3 separate regions of the Mus musculus genome follow, and regions 1 and 3 are each linked to region 2. Evidence: chromatin contacts called from public HiChIP or PLAC-seq and promoter capture Hi-C data. All regions are on one chromosome and are shown on one strand. Each heading gives the region's core, a stretch centred on a gene start, on an enhancer-like site or on the middle of the called end of the contact. The rest is flanking DNA. Distances are from core to core; before and after follow the strand shown.

Evidence for each region. Promoter capture Hi-C pulls out the DNA fragments that hold promoters and counts their contacts. HiChIP or PLAC-seq counts read pairs in DNA pulled down with a chosen protein or histone mark.
Region 1: an H3K27ac HiChIP or PLAC-seq map of bone marrow-derived dendritic cells shows a contact between it and region 2, with 8 times the contacts expected there. The contact joins the promoter of Csde1 here to the promoter of Cttnbp2nl in region 2. A contact is called at or near these places in 1 of 39 promoter capture datasets (liver) and 1 of 115 datasets of contacts at active chromatin or transcription factors (bone marrow-derived dendritic cells).
Region 3: a contact with region 2 is called in a promoter capture Hi-C map of embryonic stem cells, with 3 times the contacts expected there. The contact joins the promoter of Slc16a4 here to the promoter of Cttnbp2nl in region 2. A contact is called at or near these places in 3 of 39 promoter capture datasets (embryonic stem cells, liver and pre-B cells).

Annotation. Positions count from the first base shown.
Region 1 is chr3:103,019,170-103,022,140 of GRCm38.p6, forward strand. It overlaps Csde1 (cold shock domain containing E1, RNA binding), which reads left to right and starts at 1,377. Exons shown (of 19, transcript NM_001161854.2): 1 at 1,377-1,500.
Region 2 is chr3:105,051,510-105,054,455 of GRCm38.p6, forward strand. It overlaps Cttnbp2nl (CTTNBP2 N-terminal like), which reads right to left and starts at 1,444. Exons shown (of 6, transcript NM_001163332.1): 1 at 1,391-1,444.
Region 3 is chr3:107,289,527-107,292,669 of GRCm38.p6, forward strand. It overlaps Slc16a4 (solute carrier family 16 (monocarboxylic acid transporters), member 4), which reads left to right and starts at 1,704. Exons shown (of 9, transcript NM_146136.2): 1 at 1,704-1,889; 2 at 2,882-2,999. The coding sequence starts at 2,913.

The sequences.
Region 1 (2,971 bases), core at 127-2,626, 2.0 Mb before region 2:
CCAGTTTGCAAACTCCAAACTTCATCTCCATGTCTGACGTCAAAGGGCTCTTCAGATCTTAACTCCTTTCAGCTTTGCAGGTATCTCATGGCTCTGGCTTTTCCAATACTGGGGTCTCCAATACACACACACACACACACACACACACACACAGAGTGGGGGGACAATATTCATATTTGTTGCTTATTTTATTTTATTACATGTAATTTGTTCCCCTGAAAGCCCTACCTATGTCTACAGAGGTCTGCAGTTTCTCTGAATAACCAACTGAAAGTATGGGTAAGAAGTACACTTGGCAGGTTGTGGTGGCACGCCCCTTTAATGCCAGGCCAGGAGAAGGGGGGGGGGTATCTCATGAGTTCTAGGCCAGCTAGATCTACACAGCAAGTTCTGGGTGAGTCCCTGTCTCTCCCCCGCAAGGAAAGTACACCAGGATGAGAATGTTCTCCTCTCCCACAGAAGCAGGAAATAGATGGGAGTGTCCTCAGGGAGCTACCCTTTACCCAAAATGGTTAAGAGGACCACTGAAGTTGGGCATGGTTGTCCACACTTTTAATCCCACTAGGCTGAAGCAGGCAGATTTCCCAGAGTTCCAGGGCAGCATGTGCTACATGTGAGACCCTGTCTCAAAAAACAAACAAAAATAAAAAACCAACAAGATAGTAAAAGTAAAGTAATTGTTTTCTAGATTATTGACAGGGCAGCCTAAATAACTTTGCAATGGTTAGATCTAACCATTCCACTCCTCTACTCCAGTCAGGTGAATTATGCTTTTAGCCTGCTTTCAGCCTTTTAAATACTTATTCAGACTGACACACTACAAAAATCTTCTGGTAACTGAAACGGACAGTTAAAGTGGTTTGGGGAATTTTAGATTTTATTGATAATACAGCCTCGCTTATTTTTGTCTGTCGCAAGCAATGTAGTTTCTGGAAGACAAAAGCTTTACAAATTACTTTGTTAAAAACTTTTCTCTAAAGCAATGAAATCCCTTCTAATGTAGGAGACAGGAGAAAGCCTGTCCCGTGACTAAAGAGAAACTGCGATTTGGACTCCTGGATTATGGCTGAGGAAAGTGAAATCTTTTTATTCACGACACTCCCGGATCTGCCCTCAGAACTGTTCCTACTTCATAAGGCCTTCCTACTCAAGCCTCGTCGCTGAAAGCTTTCGGGCTCGCGAACACCGGGTGAACGCCTAAATTCACCCTTCGCCCCGCCCCCAGCGTCGCAGCAGAGTCACTAAACGCAGAGATTGCTTCTGGCACTACCCAGGGGCGAACGTAGAGAAGAAGAGTCACCGGCTTGCGTGTGGCTAAACGCAGGTCAGCGGCTGGCGTCACTCAGCCCTCGCGCGCAAGCGTACTAAGAGCACGCTCCCCCCACCTTCCCGTGCACGCGCTCGGAGCCTGCAACTCTCGCGAGAGAAGCGAGATTTATTCCTACGTACCGGGCCGTGCTGCTTATGGCGGCGCTGGAGAGGGGGCGCTGAGCTGTTGGGGTGAGTACGACCTCAGTGTTAAAGTGGGGGTAGCAACGAGCCAGGTTAAAGACAGCTGAGGAGACTCAGGTTAACGGGAGGGACCTCTGAGTGTCAGAGTGGGCACTCCTAGAATTCCGGATGGAGGAGAGTTCAGTGTGAGTTCCTACTCCAGGCGTCCCTTTTTCACCCTGGCTTCAACCGTCTCGGCCTCAGGGCCGGCCGCGAAGCCTTAGTGAGGAGGTGAGGCCAGGGGGTGCGGGTAGCGGCGGTGTCGGTGTCGGTGTCGGTGACTGAAGTGGGGGGAGGGAGCGAAAATGGAAACTCCGACCGCAGCCAAGATGGAGGCAGAGGGTGCGGGGCTCGGGCGCGAAGGCTGCCGGGAGCTGTAGTCCGTCCTCTTCCCCCTCTGCGGCTTGGCGGGGGAAAGGGAACTACAAGTCCCGGCGGGAGGGGTGAGGGGGTGGTGGCGCGGTCCTTTGTGTGCAGCTGGAAGAGGCCGGGGAGAAGGGCCTGTTCTTTTTTTCGGGACCTTGTCTGTCTTGGCCGTCACTGGCTTTGGGGATACTACTACGACTACCAGAGCGCAGTGCGGCAGTGGCGCCTTCTTTGTGTGTGGGTTGAGACCCTGTTCCATCTAGGGAAAGTGCTGCGGGACACCTCTGTTCCCTCAGCCACATCTGACCCTAGCGCGGCGGAATTGACACCTTTACTCACATTCTCTTGTGGCTGGGTCTCCACACCTAACTGTCCTTTGGCATTTGAAAAAGGAGTCGGGCCCCGTTCTAGGCACGTGTCTCCCACCTTTCTGTCTGGGGTAAATGGCATGCGTTAGGAGAGTTCCGTGATGCCCTCCCTCCGTGGTGCAAGCGCTGGCCTACATTGTGCAATGAATGGCTTGGCTTTGTCATGTATCTATCTAGTGTGAGAGCCCCAGTCGGAGAGCAAATTAAATTGGAAGATTTGACCGTCGAACGTTTCAACCATACCCAATCTTAGTGCCCCGGTTCTTTTGCTTTAAAGAGTTAACCTTAGAAACACCTTTGTGGCTGGTCTCCAACCTGACTCACAGGTGAGCAGGGAGTACTCCTTAACACTTTCCACTGCAGAAAACATTCTGAACATTATTAAACCACTTAGTTTCCTTGTTCTGCAACTAAAATGAGCAAAAAGATAGTGCTGTTTAAGCAGTTGAGGAGGACGGGCAGAAAGGAACTAAGGATGTTTAAAGATTGTAGTTGAGTTTGGACATTATGTTAGGCTGATGTGAACTTCTAGTTCACAAAACTGCCAAGTTTGTTTTTCTTTTGTTTATTGGTTATAGCCTTAAACTGTGCAACCTAGGTTAGCCTTGAAATGGCTGGCTGTCTAGACTGCTTGCTTGCTCTAACCTACTTTTTAAAAAAATAAGTTCCAAATTATAGGGCATTAATTCAAGCTACCAAAATGCTCAGTCTGCCCTCCCCACCCCCTTTCTTTTCCTTTCCTTTTC
Region 2 (2,946 bases), core at 194-2,693:
TGACTGGAGATTCAATGACATTAATGTCAGGACAAAATCATTTGTACTTTGCAACTGCTAAAATGCCAAAGACTTTAGTAGATCTTTACAGGGACTCTACAGAGACGTGAAAATTGAATTCCCAAGGCTTTTATCTGCCCTTCTCTCTGAAACTGAAAAGTACCTTTTATTTTAATGCTTTAAATTTTGGTTGATGATGATGGTGTGCTAGACACCACCACATTACATGTATATTCGTTTCCTTTGAGGGTAAAATCCCACTATAAAAGAGGGGTGAGACAGTACTCAGAGGCCACAGGACCAGATTAATTATAAACCTAGCCAACTGAACCTGAATTTTGTTCAAATACTTCCTGTCTTTTGTTTCAACCTGCCATACACCTTCAAGGTTAACTGCAGTTTCCCTGAGCAACGGACCAGCCCACTCCAAATTGGGAGATGGGGACTCCTTCTGCAAAGGCATTTACTGACTCCTCGGCACCATTTCATTTGAAAATATGGTATTATTCAGTGACTGTCAAACAATACACACTGCATTCCTACCCACACAAGGCCAGCTCTGCTGAAAGCTAACACACCCACCTTGCTATGAAATATGCGGATGCTTCCCTACTAAGTTCTCAAGAGAAGAAACCGGGTAGAAAGCAAAATCGAAAGGCAACTCAAACCTAAAAAGCCCCTAAAAGCTGGTTTCTCCCAAAAGAAACAGAAAGGGCAAGAAAGGTACAAAGGGCGATGGGAAGAAGATAATGTATAATTTAAGCCGGGGAGCTTTCAACACTCAGAAAGAGAATACAGGATCTGGGGAGGCTGTAGGAGCAATCACAGGCTGGGGGATGGGAAGAGCTAAAAGAGGGGGAAAGGCCGCTTTGGCTGTTGGAGGTGTCTGTCTGGGTTTCGTCTTTTTTTCTCCCCCTCGCCCATCCCTCATAAGGAAAACGCTGGTTTGTGTGTGTGTGTTTAAATCTTATACAGAACCCTAGTTCTGGACCCACGCTTGCCAGCAGGGACAGATGTGGGAAAGGATGTCTGAATTCGCAGGGATCCAATATAGGGGTGGGGGCTGCAGCCTAGAAAACGGTACCCACCAGTACCACTCTGAGGCTAGGGCTGGGCAAAAGGCGACCTAGAGTGAGACAGGTCAGGAGGAGACCCCTGCTGAGGGGCGGAGGCTAGCGAGAGACAATGAACAATCGTAAAGACCCCGGAGGATGCCGCGACGCCTCCTTGGGGAATCCCGGGATCTGGAGGCGGCGGCCCCGCCCCCTAGGGGGACCATCCCTACCCCGACAGGGACTTCTGCTGAAAGCCACTCACGCTCCGGGCCAGGAGGCTCTCTCGGAGACCCGGCTCCCCCGGCACCGCAGAGCCCCGAGCCCACGCTCCGTACCTGGCCTCGGCGCTCCGGGATCCTTCCCCGCCGCCGCCTCCGCCGCCCGCTCCCCATCCCCAGCCTCCCAGGACCCGCCCCTTACCCGCCGGCGGCAGTGACAGGCAGATACCCTCGCCAATCATAGCTTTACCCTTGCGGCTCTGAAACCAATCCTCGCCGCCTGAAGGCGGGGCTTCTCCAAAGTCATCCCGGCTCCTCCTGGGGCCGCAAGATCCCTTTTGTTTGGGAGAGCCAGGCTGGGATTGAGCTGGCGTCACTTCCGGGAGGAAGTACCCTCCTCTGGTCCGCTGGAGTCTGTGCTCGCTCTGGTCTCCGCCCGGGTTCTGCAACTTTTCAGGACCCTGGGAACACCTTGTGGTGGCTTAATTGAGGGTTTATCTAAAATGTGAATAAAAGAAGTGAGTTTTAGCGTTTGTTTTCGAATTAGTATTGAAAACCTAGTAACGTGTCTTCTTTGCCCCCCCCCCCTCTCTCTCTCTCTCTCTCTCCCTCTCTCTCTCTCTCTCTCCCCCTTGGGTGTGGTGCTGGAAAGCAAGGGCGCAAGACCATCTTCTTTACCACATCACACTATGTACACAAAGGGAGACGCTGGGGTGGAAGCACCTGGTAGAGAGCATAACCCCTACCGACTTGCCTTTCAGGGCAAAGCCAAATAGCTGCAAACTTACCTGGTGTTTCCCCACACTGTGCTTGCCATTCATGTATGTGGGGGGCTATTTTATATGTTTGGGCCCCGTCATACCGTGGACCATGCATTTGTAACGAAGCCGAAACGGAACAGTAGGATGAGGGGAAATGGCTGGCCTCTTGAGCACAGGAATGCAGATCTTAGTGATAGAAACAAGACCTGGAGGGAAGAGATTGCACTCTACCATACATAGCCTGCACTTCAGCACCACAAGTGACTGAACTGTTTAAATAGCCGCATTGCTTTAAAGAACTTGTAACACGTACATATAAGAACTCAAGTATTTGAGTGCACAAGTAACATATTACGCGGAATACATTATTCCTAATTTTCACAATATTCAGCAAGAGACTATTAGGGACACACACACACACACACACACACACACAAAAAGCCCTCTGCTCATGGTTCTCAACCTGTGGGTCACGACCCCCTAGACAACCATTATAAAAATATCTACATTACAATCTAGAACAGCAAAATTACAGTTATGAAGTAGCAGCGTAATTATGTTTGAGGGAGTCACTATAACATGAGGAACTGTATTAAAGGACAGTAGCACTAGGAAGGTTGAGAACCACTGCCCTAGGCAAACAGCCCTCGAGACAGGTACAGTTTACAGTCTGGGTAAAGAGATACCCAGCCCAAGTAATCACGGTTTAGAGGAAGTCAAACAGTATTTCTTGTCCACACAGCGCTTCGTTCATCCATATACTATCTGTGTCAGTGCTGTGTGGGAAGACTGTCTTACCCTGCAATGTGGATAGCACTGTAAGAAATTAAGATGAGAAGACGAAGTCAAAGAAACCAAGAGAACCGGAGGAAGGCTATAGAGTTAAGAACTGGAAAAGAAAAATGACAAGAA
Region 3 (3,143 bases), core at 454-2,953, 2.2 Mb after region 2:
TTTTTTAAAAAGAGAAATAATAGTAAATTCTTACCAAATAGCTTTAGGGACAGAAGCTAAAAACGGTTATAGGCTGAGATATTCATATGTTTAAAGACCCCGTAAATGCAACATTGAATCAGTAGTTACAGATGCTGAAATATTAACTAGTATCCCAGATAGCTTAACAAGTCTTTCCTCTTATTAACAAGAATGCATCACAGTTTTTTCTTTTTTGGGGGGAGGGAGTGGGAGTGGGGGCAGTGTCTGACTTTTTTTTTTTTTTTTTTTTTTGGTTTTTCAAGACAGGGTTTCTCTGTGTAGCCTTGACTGTCCTGGAACTCACTCTGTAGACCAGGCTGGCCTCGAACTCAGAAATTCACCTGCCTCTGCCTCCTGAGTGCTAGGATTAAAGGCGTGTGCCACTACCCCCGGCCTGGCAGGGTCTGACTTTAACCCCAATTTGCTCAAACTCAGCAATCCTCCTTACTTCTGCATTGTATGCTGAGACTGTAAGTGCGAGCTACCATACACTGCAGTAAGAAATATTCTTGATCCTAAACAATCTTGTAAAATAGTATTAATAACATTTTATAGCTTTCGAAACAAATTCAAAGAGGTTAGCTTGTTCAGGATTTCAAGACTTAAAATGCAACGTTGAGCTTCTATCCAAACCAGCATTACTCACTAGCCCTCAACGTTTCAAGAGTATCAATCCTGCCACCAAAGACCTTGAAAACAGTCCCATGGATGGTCACTAAAAACATTTCTGGAGTATATAATTATCTCTTCCTCTGTGTTTTGCCTTCTGCTGACTGTTTCTTTGATCTTTCCCACCAACACCCATATCTGCATCATGTTTCCATGGTTGCGTTCACGGAGCGTTCTCCCAAACTAAGCCATCCTTCTTTAAGAATTTTAATAAGAAAAATTAGAGATGGGCTTTAAGAGGATGAGAAGCCCATGTTTAAAAAACAGAACAAAGGTGCAGATTTCCAGATCAAACAAAGAAACCATACTTGGGCTTAAAATACACTCTGGATTAAAACCTGGAATGTTGGTGTAGGAGATCAAAGGCACTATTTTGTTGACTTTTTTTTTTTTTAATGTGGAAGGTGGAGCTAAGGAAGGAAATTGGACTGGAATGTTGAATTATTCGGGTAATTTTCTAGGACTCAGCCTTAATTATTCCCAAAATTCAGTAAGAAAAAGTTTCATTAAAATTACTGTAAGTATATATCTTCATGGAAAGTTAAAGTAATCGGGTTCAAAAAAGCGATTAAAATGGGGCCTGAAACCCCAAATTAATCATACTACTGAGTCAGAGGGCACAAAGGGGCACAGAGCAGCCTGGATTTACTAAGGACTGCAGTGGGTTTGCTAAGATGGACTAAACCCAGGTACCCACGTTAAGCAGGCACTCTATCATGGAGCACTATCTAGCATGGAGCACTATCTTCAGCTCCAGCACTGCCATTTGTGGTCCAGAAAGAGCTCCCCCGTCTCTGGAAGACTTTTATGCTTCTTTTATAAACTAGTCTCAGCCTCCCTGAGGAACTTTGGACAACTTTCAAAAATCTGGAGTCCCATCCCCCATCCCAGACTTGAGAAGATTTTCTCCTTGGTTTACCCAATGGCTTTTGGCCGGAGGTGAAAAAAGTGTACCTTGTGGGCTGGCTGGAAGGCTGGCCTGAGTTGTTCTCAAGTTACAGCCTTTCCTCCTCCTCCCTCAGGAAGTAAAGTCCACAGGCAGGAGCTGCTAAACCTCAGCGCTGCCCCCGCTTGACTACAGTGCCTGGTTGTTTCCACCAAGCAGCGGAATGGGAAGCCTTAGAAAGAGAGTAACGTTTTAGGGAAAATAATTTTTCACCTGAAATTTTCTTGTCTCTAGAGGATTCATTTGCTTAAAGGTAAGGTGAAGTGGAATTGAAATTGGGTGATGGGTTGGTCTTCTCAGGGACCTGGAATGACTAGAATCTCTCTGTCTAGAATTATCTAATAGAAATCTCTCCCCCTACACACACACACACACACACACATCTCACAACTGGCATCTTTCTGTCTAATCTAACAGACCTTACTTTTTTAGACACTAAACACACACACATGCGTCGCATACACACCTGGCTGCTTTCACAAGGACAGATGAGGATAACATCCATTCCTCAGAACACGTTCTTTCTCAATATGTGGGTATTTATTTACTCAACTCTGTCTGAAGTTAGCACACTATGACATTCTAATCTTGAATGCTTAGCATCTCTCTCCTAAGGTGGAGACTAGTCTCCTGCAGAATCATAAGTTCACCACCACAACCAAAATATTTAACCTATTTAGTACCCTCTATTTCAAATCACTCATATTTCCTAAGTGGGCTTCCCAATTTGTTTTTCTGATCTAGTATCCTCTAAAGAGATAAGTTACTTTGTTGGGCTATCTAGTTCTTTAAAATACCTAAGCTCCATAAAAAGGGGCTGTCTAAACCCAAGAGCCCCCTCCCATTTAACTTTTCTTTAGATTCAAGGGCTGGTTCACAGGAATGGATGGGTAACACATGGCTTCCTCTAAAACTGGCTTACAGCTGATGGAGATCCTGAGCACAAGTAGAGTGGCCATTCCCATCAGGGACTCGAGGTTATTAACATCAGGCAGACTTCACGTAACTAAGGGGGAACGGAAAAGTGAAAAGTTTCATACCATGGAACAAAATAAAATTTAATAGTTTAACATGCACACCTATAATCGCAGCCTTCAGGAAGTAAAGGAAGGACAGCCACAAGTTCTAGGCCAGGTGGAGCCACAAAGCAGGTCTTAAAACCAACCAAAAAGACAAACAAAATATCCCACTTACAGTTAGATTACTTTCTTGACTACTGAATCAACTGTTTTGCATCTGTTCCAGTGATCTCCGCATGTAGCCTACAGGAAGCATCATGGTGAAGAAGGAAAAAACGCCCTCCCCTTACACCAAACCCCTTGATGGAGGATGGGGGTGGATGGTCGTGCTTCATTTTTTCCTGGTAAGTGTTTCTTTCCCCTTTCCAAGTGCTGAACTGTACGAAGAAAAGCTCAAAGCAGTCTAACAAGATCGATGAAGGAATCTTGAGATTTGAGTAGACAGGAAGCCAGGAACTTGCCCAAACTGCTAAGATCAGAGGCCACCT